3 separate regions of the Pan troglodytes genome follow, and all the other regions are linked to region 3. The links are chromatin contacts, called in public Hi-C and HiChIP or PLAC-seq maps. All regions are on one chromosome and are shown on one strand. Each heading gives the region's core, a stretch centred on a gene start, on an enhancer-like site or on the middle of the called end of the contact. The rest is flanking DNA. Distances are from core to core; before and after follow the strand shown.

Region 1 (3,344 bases), core at 567-3,066, 490 kb before region 3:
ATCGTTGTCACAGAACTTCAATATCTCAGCACAAAGGATGATCTGATCCACACTTAAGACCAATCTCCTACAGCTGCAGGACCAGTTTACTGGTTCAGTTTTCTTCTGCCAGCCTAGTTAGCTTCTACATAAATTCCCCAGCTTTTCAGAACATGGACTCAACTCTACTTTGGCCAATAAATGTGTGGCTTTTAACACATGGTGCTGATTTTTCAGGAAAAAAAAAAAAAGGAACAAAAACCAAAAGCTAATAATAGGTCACAAAAGAAAGGAAAGAAAAGAGAGGCCATCTACTCATTTACCTTGATCATTAGGCATTTTATCAGAGGAGTCCGCTAACAGGCCAAGCACAGGGGAAGAAAAAACAAGAGCAAGGATCACAAGCTTTGAAGATGGGACAGGCAGAACTTTTTAAAGGAAAAAAATTAAAACCCCCACAAACTTCCAGACAAACTGAAACTTGACTTTAGTACTAACAGAAATTAAATTCATACAGGGCTTCCATAATTCCTTAGATTCAGTCCCCAGTTAAATTTTATTAGGCTAGGCTTACTTGGTTCAGTGCTTTATCTTCATTTTCTTATCTAGGGTTTTATTTAAAAGGCCCTTTTTAGTCTCTTTTTCTCTGTAACGTCCACAAATAAGTCTTTCAGGTTAATAGCCTGCCTGAGTTGAACCATCCATCACAAGAACACACTACTCTTTCTCTATATGGGAATCAAAAGAATCACATCTGATCTGACCGGTAAAAACTTTTAGATCACTGCAATTCATCTGCCCCAAATAGCCTGGAGCCAGTGTCCTCTTTTATATGATATGTTTAGGCTGGTAACCCAGGGAGCACTGATTTGGTGGTCAATGAGTAGGTGAGGAATCATTCTGGGATAAATCTTCACATCATGGCTCACAAGCTCATCATTAAGACTTCATATACTATCCACAGACTCTATATGCTCAAGTGATAGTGTCAGCATAGCCCCACTAAAGAGACACACAACAAAACCCTCAGCTTGGGGAGCATTACCTTTAGGTGTTCTGAATTGGACAGCTTCAGACATGGGTCCCATGCCCTTTGAGTTCCGTGCCTGGATTTTGAAGTAGTATGGTGTGTCAAGAGTTAACTCTTGTATCTGGTGAGTCAGTCTGTTTCCCACAACAGGCTCAATAACCCAGTCATGTATCTCTGCATTCACATCTGTACTGTAATATATGATGTAACCTGTCCAAAGGAATTAATGGGAAAAGAAATCTCACTCCTGCTTTTCCTTTTGCCTTCAGTAAATCAATAAGTACCTATTACATCATATGCATATTATAGCATAATATTTGAATAATGTACCCTCAAGGGTCTACAATTAAAATAATGCAGTTTTGAAAACCAGGAATTGCCTGACAGGCTGTTTTAGCTCTTACCGATGTGATCTCCTAGGAACTCCTGGGCAGAGCCACAGTGAACTGTCACCTGATACTTCCACCAGGGGGCACTTAATCCCCACATTGAGAAGGGAAGCGTCACAACCATGAATCTATCTGACCCACAGCAAAAGGGCACTGCGCTGTTGCCGGTTTTAAAAGACAAAGTAAAATGTAATCCAAGTCAAGTAATGATTCATTCTTTCACAAAAGAGGCAAAGTCAAAACCTAAAAAAATGACATAAAGACCAGGATGTACAGAAAGAGATTCCTACTGAAAGCAAGAAGCAGGACAGTGCTAAGAAAAGCTTTCCATTTCCTTAGGCCACCTATTCATACAGAGGAACTTCAGGGCAAACCCCAGTTCCTCAGCACACACCTACATGGGGCAGAGGCGCCAAAGGAAGTAAGAGCAGCTGAACCCCATCAGGCTTCCCTCCCTGATAAGGCTGAGGAAGGCAGAGTGTCCCCTCTACTGTGGAAGGTTTTCCTCTGAAAGTACAAGGAAAAAATTCCAGGTCCCTACAAAGACCTAGGCCAGTTCACACTTTTAACTCTAATTATAAGAGCACAGGTACTTGAAGTAGCAGGTCTCAGGGGGCAGTGAAAAGGAATTAAATATCTAATGGGCTTTTTTTTGTGTGTGTGGCTTCAGGGTACAAGAGCAGAATCTCTGTTTATTGGGTATTACTCTACAGAACCAGGGAGGGGGTATATAATTCTGAAGCTGTCCATCTAGGCGGAGACAGAGAAGAACAGCTTTCCTAAGGAAAATAAATGTCTACAAAGTCCCACTATAGCCAAAGGCTGTCTAGTGCCTCCCATCCCCGACTGCAGTCAGAACCACCAACAGGCAACCCATTTTATGCCGCCATGGGCGACCAGCACAGCCTCACCCCAATTTCAAGGACCATCATGACTCACACCTTCCCATAAAATGACCAAGCCAGCCTTCAGACTCCCACTTCTCCCAGCAACACGGTACTCTCCTGGAATACTCCTGTCAGGCAGGAAGAGGGCACAAAGAAATGCACACTTGATTGCATCTTACCTGTAATTTTGCCATTGGCTTCTGAGGGAGGCTGCCAATTCACAATTATGGTCTTAGGTTTCCCCTCTTTACTCACAACAGTCACATCCTTGGGTGGAGAAGTCGGAACTACAAAATAACAAAATTTTTAATAATTTCTGTCCATTTCAAATTAGTTCACTATTTCTTCAACCTTTTCCACTTGTAAGGCAAAATAAAGGGCACAAGGCAAAAAAGATAAAGCTTCTGGCTTCAAAGAAATCACAGTTTGTCTATCAAAAGTTCCAATCAAAAGAAGAATATTCAGAGTACCAAAGAGGAAATACCATACTATGAAGATACAGAATTGGCATCTTGGCTGGGAGTCAGGGATAAACAGGATAATTAGGTAGGAAAGTCAAGTGGCATTTGTACCAAGTACCTACCGTATACCAGGTAATGTACACATAGTATCTCACTTAGTATTTGCAGAAAATTTGAAAGGTAGTTATCACTATCTCTGCTTTATGGATCAGGACACCAAAAAATTAGAGAAGTTATGTAATTCATCCAAGATGACTTCTTCCCTGTCACACTGGATTATTTTGTTAGAATACTGTAAATTGTAAAACAGTTTTCTCTCTCATTTATAGTTGGCTCTCCAAACCAAATATAGCTGTTTTTTTTTGTTTTTTTTTTTTTTTTGAGATGGAGTCTAGCTCTGTCACCCAGGCTGGAGTGCAGTGGCACAATCTCCGCTCATTGCAACCTCTGCCTCTTGGGTTCAAGTGATTCTCGTGCCTTAGCCTACCAAGTAGCTGGGATTACAGGTGTGCACCACCACATCCAGCTAATTTTTGTATTTTTAGTAGAGATGGGGTTTCGCCATGTTGGCCAGGCTGGTCTCGAACTCTTGGCTTCA
Region 2 (3,376 bases), core at 503-3,002, 270 kb before region 3:
AGTGGTTAATAGGCTGTAAATATAGTTGTAATCCCCAGGAAAGAAGAGGCATTTCATAACGGAAACACTAACAGACACGATCACTCCGAGCCGCTCTCCAAGGCGTCCTCATCGTTAAATCAACACCAGGGGTTGTGAGCGGGCAATTGTGCCCCTCTGACACCCCCGCTCTTCCGCAGAGTCGGGCTCCAATCCCCGCGCGAGGAGTCCCTCGAGACTAGCCAGCTCTTCCCCGAGACTTCGGAAGCTGGGAAATCCCTGGCCAGGGAACCCGGAGTTCAAGCCCCCTCCCCTTTCCGTTCCTGAAAATTAATGAATTGGCCGTCCGATTGTTTATTTAATGAGGTGTGTAGTGGCCTCTACTGGTGCTAGTGTGAGCACAAGAATGTCCCACTCTTACAAGTGGGATGAGCCTGGGGGAGGGGAGAGAGGCGAGGGGTGAACCTGCCTCCAGGTACAAAGCTGGGAACTAGACCCCTGCGCCCCCGACCTGCCCCCCGGCAGCCGCCCCTTCCCCGGTGGCGCCCCCTCTCGCCCTTCTCCTCCCCACCACGCGCGATCCCCTTTCTCTTCGGCAACCGGAGCCGAAGCAGAGAAGTTCCTGCACGTTTCCTCCTGGATCCTAAACAAAAACACCGCAGCCGCGGCCGCCTGAGCCGGTGCCGCGCCCCCGCGAACCCCCGGGCCCGCGCCCGCCGCTTACCTGGGGACTGCGGCGCGGAGCCGCTCCTGGCGGCCGCGGCGCCCGGCGCCCGGCGCCCGAGCAGCAGCAGGCAGTAGAGCCAGAAGGAGGAGGTGCCGAGGAGTCGCCGGGCTCCCCGCTCCGCCGCCATCTCTTCCCCGGGAGTGAGCGGCAGCGGCGGCGACAGCGCCGCGGAGCCCTTGCCTCCTTCCCTCCCGCGCGCCTCAGTCGGTCCCTCGCTGCAAGCTTGGCTCCCGCGGCCGCCGCTGCTCCAGCCCGGCCCGGCCCGGCCCGCGCAGCACCTCTCGCGGGAGGGGAGACTCGGGGGCGCCTCCCTCCTGCAGGGGGGCGGGGAGGGGAGGAGAGCGAAGAGGGGGAGTCAGTACATTCCGGGGCGGGGGGGGGGCGGTGGGTCGGTCTCCAGGTTCCAGGCGCCGCCACCCGCCGCCGACTCCGGCTCCACACACCAGCGCGAGGGGGGCGGAGACCGCGGACGGCGGGGGCGGGGGCGGGGGCGGGGGCGGGGGGCGGGAGTCCCGGGCGCGCACACGCGCACGCGCGCGCCTCCCTCGCCCGCGCCCCCTCGGCTCCGCGCGCGGCCCGCCCCCGCTCCAATCCCGGCTGCCGCCTCACGGGCCGTGGCGGGCCCACTCCCCTCCCCCTTCTCCCCGGAGCCGCTGACGGGTGCGGGGCGCGCGCGCCGGGCGCTGCTGCTGGCGTCAGGGAAACCCCGGAGAAGCGGATCCTCCTGCTCCTCCCGCCCGCTCGCCGCAGCCCCTCGGCTCCGCGCGCCCCCGCCTCCTCCTCCTCACTTCGGGGACAAATTCCCCCCTCACCTCCCCAGATGCCTCTGGCTGCAGAGACCTGAGGGCGAGAGGCGCTCCGAGCTCAGGCTGGTCCGGGAGGCCGGCGTGGGCGCGCACCTCTGCACAGTCCGGGCCTGGAGCCTCTATATAGGGCCTCAGAGGAAACCGAATGGCCTCCGGGAGGAAACCTGGGTGCGCAGTGGGTCGGCCCGGGGATTTATGTGCTCGCCAAAAACAATAGCGATCCCGCCCGACTCTTGCTGAGCCCTGGCGCGGCTCCCGTGGGAGGGGGCCGGCCGCGCAGCCGCTGACCTCCGGCTTCCAAGCCGGGCCGCCGTCGCCGCGCGCTTCCCCCGGGCAGCGCCGGGACCCGCCCGAACCGCGCCCCCACCCGCATCGCTCGGCCCGGGTCCAGGGAACTAGGCACAGACAAAGGTGCCCGCTGTCCACTTCCTCAGCTCGTGCGGGGGCCCCGACCGAGCCCTGGGACTCCCCGGGGCCAGTCTTCTCGCAGTAACTGCTACGTTTTACCTGTACCTTTGCGGGACACTTGGCGTTTTCCTACCTGGGAATCACGTCTTTCGCTGATAAACCAAGGAGCAAGTGGGATATGATTTTAAACCACTTAGTAATCGTGAGGCAGCACCCAGGCTACACAAAGTTAAGAGAAAGCAGTTTGTAGTTCCACTGCTGATGAGACTATTGATCATTTTATATACTGCACCCATGAAAAATTTTTAAAGAAAATTTATTTGTATGATTACGCAAGCAGAGTCACGTTTGGTGGTTGATAGGCGTTGGGTTTTATTCACTCTTCTGTATAGTCGATAACCGAAATGTCTTGCTTCCCACAAGAAAATGGCTATTTCACTAACATATCCCTCTGTGCTTTCTCATAGTTACTTTCCAAAGATATTTTATTCTAAAGCGCCAAAATGAACAATGTAAGACATGGATTAACGTCGGGAGGGAAGAGCTCAGAATCTTCATAAAACCTTAAATCATCAAAACGGTGAAATTAGGAATTCTCATCCCAGTTCTTTGAAACAATTGACTTAATAGAGGAAACACATGCTTATGGTTTTTCACTAGGGAAACCATTTAAATACCTTTTTGTTTTGGTTAGACTTGTTAACCAGCAAAAATATTTCCTAAATACCCGTGATTGACCTGTTAAATTAGAAATAGATTACCTCCCAATTACTTCACAAGTATTTGCTTAATTAACCTTTAATAATCACATCATTATTCAGTTTTCTGAGATAATGAGAAAAGCTCTTTGAAAACTGTGAATTGCCTTGCAAATGTTAATTTCCTGATATCTTTTCTAAGTCTGGAAAAATTTCATTATATTAAACCTATAACGTGTAATATGACTTCTGAGATGAAGCTTACATTTATCTCCAAGTTTTGAAAAATACATGAGTTGTGGCTAATAACAGACTGATTTTCATATATGACTTATATGAACTGTCTCACTAATTTATCAGCCCACTGTGTATATCAAGTTAATATCAAAAAGTTTAAAACAGTTGTATATTTCTGGCTTGTGATTAAATCACAATTTTAATAAAACCCACTCTATTAAACCACTAGTAGATGGAGCCCCAGATTAAAGCTACAGATCCTAAATCAGTTCAAGATAGTTAAGTAACTCAGGCACACACTTGAATTCAGCTCCTTTACTTTGTTTCAAAGTCACTGACACTGTCGACATGCCCTTTAAAAATCATCATTGAGTAATTAACCTGTTCTTTGTTTAGTAAAGCATATCTGAGAAAAGATTTTCTTAGGCATCTCTTTTATCATTCTTATTCTCCCAACAAGATTTTCAACAAATACTGCAGCCTGCACCTATACTGCTAATCAACACTTTTATGTTGTCTAA
Region 3 (3,001 bases), core at 51-2,550:
AGTCAGCAGACTCGCTGTTTTCAGGTCAGCTGCTGGCTCAGTCCCCTCTGGGTGCCAGGGAAACCTGACAGCTGAGGGTTGTGAGAAGAAGCAGTTTCTCTAGGAACTGACTGACATGTCTCCCTAAGGAGAGAGGTGACAGGCAACTCTAGGGAAGATGGCTTTCATGGCTTCACAAAGATCTGACTGGCTCTTTGGCTTCTTTTCCAAGGTAGCCCAAATCTGTTCCTGTGTGAATATCTTTGTCGAAAGGGATGGCATGGTCAGGTAGGCTGGGTAGGATGAACTGCGGGAAGGTAGATGACCAGGATGGGGAAGTTCTGATGAGGTGGGGCTGAGGAGAATGAAGACTAATGCCCAAGATCAAAGTTAGGGAAATAAAGTTTCGCTGCCAAGTCCAAAGGTCAGGGTCACAGTGGAAAACTGGACACAAAGCCAAGGTCAGGAGCCGAGAGAATTGGAAAAGTGGAAACAAACCAGGGAACAAGATTAGGCCGGGCATTGTGGCTGATGAGAATGAGCTGGTACCCAGCCTAGCTTCACTGTCTCTCAACCTAGCCTCATGCACAGAAAAGTATCAGCGAAGAGAGGGCTGGGTTTAAGTGATGTCACCAAAGGGGAACAAAAGAAAGCAGCGTTTCTTAACCCAGGTCCATAACTCTCGTGTTGTGCACAAGATTGTGTGCATTTTCCAGAGTTTGTTAAAGGGAACAGCGCCCCCAAAAGGGTTAAAGTTTGATTGTGGAATAATCTGGTTATCCAGAAGAGAACGATCTCTGCGGGCTCTCCTGTCTCGACGAAGTCCTTTAGTGGCTGAGGGTCTCGGCCACCTTCCAAAGGGGCGGAATCCCCCTGCCTCGCGTACCCCAGGGGTCTCGGCAGCGCCGCTATTCTGTGAGCCTATTCCTCTCAGAAGCGCCGAGCACTAGGCCTGGAAGAGGACAAGTCTAGCAAATGAGGGGACACAGGGGCGGAGGGAGGGATTAAAAGATGGGGGTGTGATCCGTGCCAATGGGGACACCCACTGGTTCGAATATTAACGCGAGGTTCGTCCGCTTCTTCACAATCTGTCCGTTTCGTTTTACTGCGAAAGCAAATGTGTTCCCATCCCTCTATTTGGGGATACGATTAGAGTTCCGGGAAGGGGGTGCAGCGCCCGGACTGGCACAACCTCCGTTGTCCCACCTCCTCCAGGGCGGCAACACCGCAGTGCCAGGCCTGGGACTGAGGCGTGGGGTCCGCCCCGGCTCCGTCCTGGCGCCGCCCGTCGCCCCGCCCCTTGGGGGGGCCCCGTGGCGCACCCTTGTGACGTAGCGCTTGTGTCGACATCGGCGCGCGCCGAGCCCGGAAGAGGCGCGGGCTAGGAAAGGAGTTGGTTCGCGCAGGTGCGGCGCCTGGGTCCCCATGGCGCTGTGGCGCGGCTCCGCGTACGCGGGCTTCCTGGCGCTGGCCGTGGGCTGCGTCTTCCTGCTGGAGCCAGAGCTGCCAGGCTCGGCGCTGCGCTCTCTCTGGAGCTCGCTGTGTCTGGGGCCCGCGCCTGCGCCCCCGGGACCCGTCTCCCCCGAGGGCCGGTTGGCGGCAGCCTGGGACGCGCTTATCGTGCGGCCAGTCCGGCGCTGGCGCCGCGTGGCAGTGGGGTGAGTGCCAACGGGGCCTGGGTCTCTGAGCCTCCGAGGTCGGCCTTGGAGGTCGGGCGGAGCCGCGCAGAAACAGGGCTTCTCAGAGGTCCCCGGGAGGCGCTGCTGTCCGCGCTGGCCCCTTGGCGAGAAGTGTCGGACGTCTGAGTGGAACCCGGTTCGTCACCGCTGCTCTTTCCACTCGGCTGGCCTCTGCGCCTTTCTCTCATCCCGGTAGGACCAGCCCTAACAGCTTCTTGCTAATCCCGCTTTGTCTGACACCTTTCTCCGAGCCTTCTTCCTCGTTCCAACTTTTAGCCCCTTTTCTTCTGGCGACTGTTGTTTTGCAATCAAAGATACTTGACCTTACCCACTATGATAACACTCTTCTTCCTCTTTCTTCTGAACTTCTTGAAGACGCGTGATCTCTGCCTTTACCCACTTTCTTTCGAAACGCCGTGTAGTCTAGAAACCACACGACTGTACTGCAACTCCTCTCAGATTTGCCTTTTTGAATCTTCATTAGCTACTCTGCAGCCTTCCACGCATTGAACACGCCCTTCTCCGTGAAACTCTTTTCTTCCCCTGACTTCAGTGACACTGCATATTTAAGGTTCTTCCAAATGACACTACCTCCTTTCTTTGTACTTTTCTTTGGGAATGTAATTATTCCCTTTATAGTATTGATACTGTAAACACTAACTTTAGTCCCTGTCTCAGTTCGATTTGACTTTCTTGCCATAATCTCAGAGTTATGTATAACCACCACATAAAAGCAGGCCCTCTACCATGTAGCTCACTACTTTCTGTGGAGTGTTGGGGCCGGGAGGGGTAAAGTAGAGCAAACTTGTCCTGAAGATTAAATGACATCATTCATGTAATCTCTCTAGCATAGTGCCTGCTTTAAAAAGCATTCGATATTAGCTATAATTTTGGGGGTTTTTTTTTTTTTTTTTTGGGGACACGGTCTCTCTGTCGCCTAGGCTGGAGTGCAGTGGTGCAATCACTGCTCACTGCAGCCTCGAACTCCCGAGCTCAAGAGATCCTTCTGCCTCAGCCTCTGGAGTAGCTGGGACGACAGGCAAGCACCACCACGCCCAGCCAATTTTTTATTTATTTTATTTTTTTTTTAGTAGAGTCGAGTTCTTGCTATATTGCCCAGGCTGGTCTCGAACTCCTGAGCTCAAGCCAGCCTCCCATCTTGGCCTCCCAAAGTGCTGGGATTAAATTGTCCTTCCTTGCTTTATGCACGTTCATTCAGCAGATATTCACCAACTACATGGTTAGTGTCAGGTCTGTGCTAGATTCTTAAGATACAGAGATGGGTGAAGCAAGGCCCCTGTCTCACTTGTTGGAAACATATTATTGTATCAGTCATTTGGGCT

Evidence for each region. Hi-C and Micro-C count contacts between places; a contact is called where the count stands out from the background. HiChIP or PLAC-seq counts read pairs in DNA pulled down with a chosen protein or histone mark.
Region 1: a contact with region 3 is called in a Hi-C map of induced pluripotent stem cells, with 2.0 times the contacts expected there. The contact joins the enhancer-like site here to the promoter of ADPGK in region 3. A contact is called at or near these places in 3 of 7 Hi-C or Micro-C datasets (induced pluripotent stem cells and stem cell-derived neural progenitor cells) and 1 of 1 datasets of contacts at active chromatin or transcription factors (stem cell-derived excitatory neurons).
Region 2: a contact with region 3 is called in an H3K4me3 HiChIP or PLAC-seq map of stem cell-derived excitatory neurons, with 14 times the contacts expected there. The contact joins the promoter of NEO1 here to the promoter of ADPGK in region 3. A contact is called at or near these places in 1 of 7 Hi-C or Micro-C datasets (stem cell-derived neural progenitor cells) and 1 of 1 datasets of contacts at active chromatin or transcription factors (stem cell-derived excitatory neurons).

What each region holds. Positions count from the first base shown.
Region 1 is chr16:65,238,108-65,241,451 of NHGRI_mPanTro3-v2.0_pri, reverse strand. It overlaps NEO1 (neogenin 1), which reads right to left. Exons shown (of 31, transcript XM_016927160.3): 20 at 2,465-2,572; 21 at 1,025-1,219; 22 at 303-335. Among named protein-coding and RNA genes, the nearest start is that of HCN4, 96 kb to the left of the region's middle. Within about 2 kb of position 1,816, at least 5 of the 24 cell types and tissues checked have an H3K27ac peak or open chromatin away from gene starts, as enhancers often do. A contact at or near this core is called in induced pluripotent stem cells, where this site is marked.
Region 2 is chr16:65,017,055-65,020,430 of NHGRI_mPanTro3-v2.0_pri, reverse strand. NEO1 (neogenin 1) reads right to left here and starts at 1,752. Exons shown (of 31, transcript XM_016927160.3): 1 at 1,547-1,752; 2 at 704-1,020. The coding sequence starts at 833.
Region 3 is chr16:64,750,754-64,753,754 of NHGRI_mPanTro3-v2.0_pri, reverse strand. ADPGK (ADP dependent glucokinase) reads left to right here and starts at 1,300. Exons shown (of 7, transcript XM_016927157.4): 1 at 1,300-1,637. The coding sequence starts at 1,405. LOC107968372 (a long non-coding RNA gene) reads right to left here and starts at 1,271. Exons shown (of 2, transcript XR_001709469.4): 1 at 1-1,271.